2 separate regions of the Mus musculus genome follow, and region 1 is linked to region 2. A link is a contact called in public promoter capture Hi-C data. All regions are on one chromosome and are shown on one strand. The core of a region is the stretch at or near the end of the contact, and the rest is flanking DNA. Distances in the headings are between cores, read along the strand shown. Region 1 holds the start of Cox8a (cytochrome c oxidase subunit 8A). Region 2 holds the start of Polr2g (polymerase (RNA) II (DNA directed) polypeptide G).

Evidence for each region. Promoter capture Hi-C pulls out the DNA fragments that hold promoters and counts their contacts.
Region 1: a contact with region 2 is called in a promoter capture Hi-C map of liver, with 7 times the contacts expected there. A contact is called at or near these places in 2 of 39 promoter capture datasets (liver and pre-B cells), 1 of 484 Hi-C or Micro-C datasets (B cells), 1 of 130 datasets of targeted methods (trophoblast stem cells) and 2 of 9 other capture datasets (macrophages and pancreatic islet).

The regions. Positions count from the first base shown.
Region 1 is chr19:7,215,560-7,218,981 of GRCm38.p6, reverse strand. Cox8a (cytochrome c oxidase subunit 8A) reads left to right here and starts at 1,366. Exons shown (of 2, transcript NM_007750.2): 1 at 1,366-1,583. The coding sequence starts at 1,470.
Region 2 is chr19:8,797,185-8,800,693 of GRCm38.p6, reverse strand. It overlaps Polr2g (polymerase (RNA) II (DNA directed) polypeptide G), which reads left to right and starts at 2,137. Exons shown (of 8, transcript NM_026329.2): 1 at 2,137-2,235; 2 at 2,361-2,470; 3 at 3,299-3,458. The coding sequence starts at 2,224.

The DNA.
Region 1 (3,422 bases), core at 117-2,616, 1.6 Mb after region 2:
ACAAGCGATATTGAGAAGTCAGACAGAAGGGCAATATCCAAGATCCGGGCCTTGTCTAGAAAGCAATGGGGAGGGCTGGCAAGATGGCTCAGTGGATAAGAGCACTTACTGCTCTTCCGAAGGTCCTGAGTTCAAATCCCATTGGAGGCCCTCTTCTGGTGCATCTGAAGTCAGCTACAGTGTACTTATGTATTAATAATAAATAAATCTTTGTGCCAGAGCAAGCAGGGACTGAGTTTACAGGAGCGAGCAGAGCTGACCGGAGCAAGCAGAGGTCTTAAAAATTCAGATCCCAACAGTGACATGAAGACTCACAACCATCTGTATAGACACAGTGTAATCACATACATAAATATTTTTTTAAAGAAAGCAATGGGGAACCACTTGATCAGGTATTTGTCTAGTAAAACAAGAAGGAAGGAGAGAGGAGAAAGGAACAGAAAGAATAAAGGCAGAAGGGAGACAGGGGATAAAGAAGAGAAAGAAGAGAGGCAACAAGGCATGGAACATAGGAATAGAAGCAGAAAAGTTCAAGGTCATTCTCATCTACACGGTTTTAGGACAGCCTGGGCTACTGGAGACCTTAAAAAACCAAAACTGGCCGGGCGTGGTGGCGCATGCCTTTAATCCCAGCACTCGGGAGGCAGAGGCAGGCGGATTTCTGAGTTCAAGGACAGCCTAGTCTACAGAGTGAGTTCCAGGACAGCCAGGGCTACAGAGAGAAACCCTGTCTCGAAAAACAGAGAACAAAACAAAACAAAACAAAACTGTCCTAACACACACAAAAGGAGGAAAGCAGAAGTTGAGAACAGTTACCAGTTATGTGGAAACGGGTTTCTGAGAGGATAACAGTAAATGACAGGAGTCTCGGGGCTGGAGAGAGAGCTCAGCGCTTAGAAGCACTCGCTGCTCTTGCAGAGGTCCAGTTCAGTTCAGTTCCCAGCATCCACAAGATTACTCACTATTGCCTGAACTCCAGTTCCAGAGGATCCAACACCCTCTTTTGGCCTCTCTGCGTTCTGCATACACAGATGAACATGCTGACAAAACACTCATAAAGTAAAACTATGTTTTTAAAACTAGAGGCTTACTGGTGGCGAGCTGGAGTCACTAGTACAGTGCTGGCAGAGAGAGGATCCTAGTTAAATGAATGGAGGGAGGAGCCAAGGAGTCAATAGACTTGTAGCTTGTGTGATTGGGTGGCTATGCGTGTCACTCTCGAAGAAAGTGGAGGTGGGAGCAAAGGTGTCTCATTTCTCCTCCCATCTGTGTAGGATGATGTCGGTTGGTTGTTTCGAGGAGCGCGCCAAAAACAGCCCAGGCGGGCGAGGGGGCTTGTCCCGACGTCATTTCCGAAATACTTCCGGCTCGGGCGTCCGGCAACTTCAGCGCCGGAACTTCCGGCTGGTTCGGCCATCTTGACTCCCTGACCTTGGACTGGTCCTCGTCCGTGGTCGTTCCGCGCCGTCATGTCTGTCCTGACGCCACTGCTGCTGAGGAGCCTGACCGGCTCGGCCCGGCGGCTCATGGTGCCGCGGGCTCAGGTCCACTCGAAGCCGGCGCGGGAGCAGCTCGGGGTCCTGGTGAGCGGGACGGACCGGGAGCGGGGAGGTGGGCGAACTGTGGTAGCCTGCGACATTGGCTTAGGCCTGTCCTCAAGGCATGGATGAGACAGTCGCTCGGCTGCTCCTAAGCCCTAGGTATTTTTCCCAAGTTCCTGGATGTCAGGTCAGCCCGCTAGTTTGTTTACTCTGTTCGGCCTCTCTAAACCCGTCTCTCCTTCCATTCCCCCCCCCCCCCCACCGCAGGGGAGGGCATGCCTGGTAACTGGCAGCGACGTCATGGTTGTTACTGCTACATTTTATTATTAAGGAGGGCTGCAGAGTTCACCAGGTCTACATTCCCAGAGATGTAGGAGCATTTAGATACTAGGACAATTTTTACTTTTAAAACATTAGTTTAAAAACATGAGGCAGGGTCTCTTGTAGCCCAGGCTGACCACATTTGACTTTGAAGCGATAATCTCTTTAGTGCTGGGATAACAGGCCTGTGCCATCACTTGTGGTTTATGTGGTGCTGGGGATCAAGCCCGGGACTTTGTGTTAGGCAAGCACTTTCTTAATACTACACCGCAGCCTAGGCCCCCCCATCCCTCCCTTTTTTGGAGCTCTTCTGTTTTAAGTGACAATGGGTCATGAATCCAGATATCTGGGCATTGAATTAGGGGTAGAACCAAAGCACTGCCACTGAAGAAACAGTGACAACCAAGCCATGCCCTCTCTTACGCCCATTTAGTGGGAGGTTGAGGCATGAAAACAGAGCTCGGGAATTCAGGCCAGCTTGGGCAACATACTGAGACTCTGTCTCAAAAACAAGAGTCTGGGGGCTGGAAAGATGGCGTTTGGTGCATAGCCTCATGAAGACTGGTTCAGGTTCCAGCACCCATATAACAAGCTTGTAACTCCAGCTCCAACGCATCTGACATCCCGTCCTGACCTTGGGTAAGCATGCAAACACATACCTGTGCTCACACACATGCATCATACAAATATAGATAAAACACATCTTTAAAAGATACAAAACCCCAGCAGGGCAGTGTGGCACACGCCTATAATCCAGCACTTATGCTATAGAAGCTGTGGATCTCTGAGTTCAAGGCCAGCCTGGTCTACTGAGTGAGTTCCAGGACAGCCAGGGCTACACAGAGAAACCCTGTCTCTGTGTAGACAACAAACAACAAAAACAAAAAAAGAGAAGAAACTGTATAGAAAGCAAGGACACGTGAGAATGGTTTATTTAAGAAGTATTCGCTTCACCAGCATGAAGATTTGACATTGACTACCCAGTAACCGGCTAGTCTTTAGCCCTAGTGCTGGTAGGGGGAGAGGGGCAGGGAGCTCCCTGGATTCCACTGTTCAGCTTGTCTAGCCAAAACAGTGAACTTCAGGTTTAGTAAAAAAAAACCTGTCTCCAAAAAAAAAAGAAAGAAAGAAAGAAAGAAAGAAAAGATGGAGAGCTGTTAGATGAGATGCCAGACATCAAGCTCTGGCCTTCACCCACATGGAAAACAGCACACATACACACCAGTGAGCATAGTGGCACTTGAGTGTATTTCCAGGACCAGGGCATCAGGAACAGGAGAATCTCAAGTTTAAGCCCAGGTCTGGGTGGGGTGCATAGTAAGACTCCTGCCTGCACCCTTTCCCCCCACAGATAAATACATCTTTTTAAAAACCAAAGACCTTTATTTCAAGGCTGGAAATGGACTTGACCCAGTGTCCCCTCCATCCTTAGAGTCTCTCTGTGTCTGTATCTCCCCCTCTCCTGTGCTGGGGATTGAACCTCAGGCCCAAGTTGCTTTCTTTAGTGTGGGTCTGCTGGATTTTCTGCCTTGGTCTTTGCCACTGAGGGACTTCCCATGC
Region 2 (3,509 bases), core at 888-3,387:
GTATCTTAGTATCTTGTCTATATTGTCCAGAAATCAGCAGTTCAGTTTATTGGTTAGCAGCAGCAGCTGGATCCACTCGCAAACACTTCATGGATACACCAGCAGTCCAGTTTGGGAGAGTCAGGATAGCAAACATGAATCAGTAGCAGTGGAACGACCTAGCAGAGACAGCCAGGCCTCAGCCTTGGCACAAGTCAGCAGGTGGGACCAGGAGGAACACTACGAAAAGTTCTAGGCTGTGCCTCTCTCAGGGATGAGATAAGCAGACTTGAGACCTACAAGCATTGCATAGCTAGCTCTAGAAGCAAGCCTAGCTCAGCCTCTATCACCATCCACTGAGTCCTACTTATACTCTCTCCAAACATCACATGTTCTCCATGAGTCTTGACGCAGCACATGCGTCTGTCTTACCTGACATCACTCTGCCAATCAGCCCAAGTCCGAAGAAGCAGCAAGAAACTGCAGCACACCACCAAAAGTTTTTTGGTGCATTTCTCCCTATGGAGTCCTGACAAATTCAACTCAACTGTGCAATGGAAGGCAGGCCAATACATGCCAGTTTTTAGCAAAGAATCCTTTATCACGTGTCCTTTCATGTGCTTGCTTTAGCAGTACATCTCTCTCCTGTGTCTGCTTCAACTAAATGTTCCTTCATGAGTCTGCCTTACTCTTTCACCTGTGTCCACTTCAGGAAAACACTCCTTCACGTGTTAGCTCCAGCAAAATACCTTCCAACACAACTGACAAACCTTAAGCTTCCACTTTACCCAGGACTTCAAAAGAAAAGGCAAGAGAATTGTTAAAAGTTCAAGGCAAGCTTCCTCTACAAAACAAATTCCAGGCCGTCCATGGCTACATAATAAAACCCTGTCCCTCAAATAGAAAAGAAAGTAAGCCTAGTGCATGCCTGCAGACATAATCTTTTTGTTTGTTTGCTGTCTTTTTGGGGTTTTTTTGTTTTGTTTTGTTTTTTAAGACAGCCTTGTTTATGTGCCCCTGGCTGTCCTGGAACTCACTCTGTAGACCAGGCTGGCCTCAAACTCAGAAATTCACTTGTCTCTGCCTTCCAAGTGCTGGGATTAAAGGCGTGCGCCATCATGCCCAGCTAAGTGATTTCTTTTTAATTATGTGTACTTAATAATGTATGCTACCTATGTGTGAGTATGAGCCTATGAGTACTGGTACCTTCTGAGGCTACGAGAAGATTTCAGGTCCCCTTAGAGCTGGAGTTGTGAAATGCTAGTGTTAGTAACTGAACTCAGGTCCTCTTTGAGAGCTTTATTTTTATTTACATGTAAAAAAAAAAAAAACCGTTATTCTTATTTTATATGTGTGAGTGTTCTGGCTACAGCTATGTCTGTTCACCACAAGGGTGCTGTGTTCATGGAGGCCAGAGGGCACTGGATCCCCTGGGATTGAAGTATAGATAGAGAGTTGAGTCAGCATGCTTGTGCTGGGAATCAAACCTGGATCCTTTGGAAGAACAATCATATCCCCAGCTGCCTAGCCTTTCTTTTTATTTTACAAGCATGGGTGTTCTGCCTGTATGTGTGTTTGGGTACCACTCACATGCAGTGCTGAAGGAAGCCAGAAGAGGATGTCAGCTCTCCCTGAGCTGGAGTTACAAAGAAGAGTGTGAGCTACCCTGTGGGTGCTGGGAATTAAATCCTGGACCTCTGCAAGAGGAGCAAGTGCTCTTAAGGACTGAGCTATTTCTTCAGCCCCCAAATTAAATAATAATAATTTTTTGGTTTTTTTTAAATATGTGTAAATGTTTTACAGGGTTGTATACACAGCCCAGGTTACCCTGGAACTCACTTTGTAGCTGTGGCTTAGCCTTAAGTTTAGAGATCTGTTTGCCACGGCTGGGTTTAAGGGCATGTGGTAAAAGTCAGACCTAAAATAACTCACATTTTTTGGTTGGTTTTGGTTTTGGTTTTGGTTTTGGTTTTGGTTTTGGTTTTAGTTTTGGCTTTGGTTCTTCGAGGCCGGGTTTTTCTCTGTAATCCCGGCTGTCCTAGAATTTGCTTTAAGTAGGAGGGGAGTATGAACGGTGGTGGGCAGGCCTGAGGGGCGGGGCTTCATGTATCCCCGCCCATGACGTTAAGACTCAATCAGCGCTGCGGAAGCGACCGCAGAGAAGTGGTGGGACTTCTGCAAGTGCTTCCGGAGAGGTCTCTGCGTGGGAAGTTCTGGGCGCTGCGGGCCAAGCTTCTGCAGAAGATGTTTTATCACGTGAGCTGGATGCGGGGTAACTGTGAGGGGCAGTCACAGGAGGATCCTGGAGGCCCGGAAGGGCCGACAGGTCGCCTCCTGTCCTCAATGTGGCTGGCTGAGTCTCCATCTTCCTTTCTCTGCAGATTTCCCTGGAGCACGAGATCCTCCTGCACCCACGATACTTCGGTCCAAACTTGCTCAACACGGTGAAGCAGAAGCTGTTTACCGAGGTGGAGGGGACCTGCACTGGGAAGTGAGTTTCTGCTTCACAGAGAGGTCTGCTGAATGCACGCACAATGGCGCTAGTCTCTAACCTCTTCTTAACTCCTTCTGTCAGGGCTTGTCGCTTACTCTGAGGAACCCTTTCACCCCTCCAGGCACCTGAAGCAGCCAGTTTTTGCCTGTTTTAGACACTCTGAAAAGCTACTAAAGAAAATTTTCTTCCCTTATGTGAGATAAGACCGTTATTATGCAAATGTTTTTGAGTTTTGAGATGGCCTCACTATGTGGACCAAGCTGGGCTCTAATTCAGAGATCTGCCTGCCACTGAGTGCTGACATTAAAGGCTTTCATCACAATTCTCTGACTCGTTTGTGGTTTTTGAAAGACCTGTCTCAGCTTTGACCCTGGCAAGTCCTCCTGCCTTAGCCTACATGGTACTGAGAGAATAGGTGTATGTCAGCATATCTAGGCCTTCTTGGGCATTTACTGTACCATCATGAGAGCATCATTTAATATTTCATGTGCTAAGCTGGTCGGGGGTGGCGCATGCCTTTAATTCCAGCACTTGGGAGGCAGAGGCAGGTGGATTTCTGAGTTCAAGGCCAGCCTGGTCTAAAGAGTGAGTTCCAGGACAGCCAGCGCTACACAGAGAAACTCTGTCTCGAAAAAACATATATATGTGTGTGTGTGTGTGTGTGTGTGTGTATATATATATATATATATTTAGGTGCTAATCTGTGTCCTGTCTCTTCTTGATCAATGAACCATCTGAACAGAGGTTCTTTCACACAGAGACTCTTATTGCTGGTGGCTTTTCAGAGGCTCTTCACATAGCTGTCTTCTTTCATTTTTCATGCAGATATGGCTTTGTAATTGCTGTCACCACCATCGACAATATTGGTGCTGGTGTGATCCAGCCAGGCCGAGGTTTTGTTCTTTATCCAGTGAAATACAAAGCTATTGTTTTCCGGCCCTTTAAAGGTGAAGTGGTGGATGCTGTGGTCACTCAGGTCAACAAGGTAAGAGTATTATTCATAGAAAGGTTATGGGGTATTTCCTAAGGTGAGGGT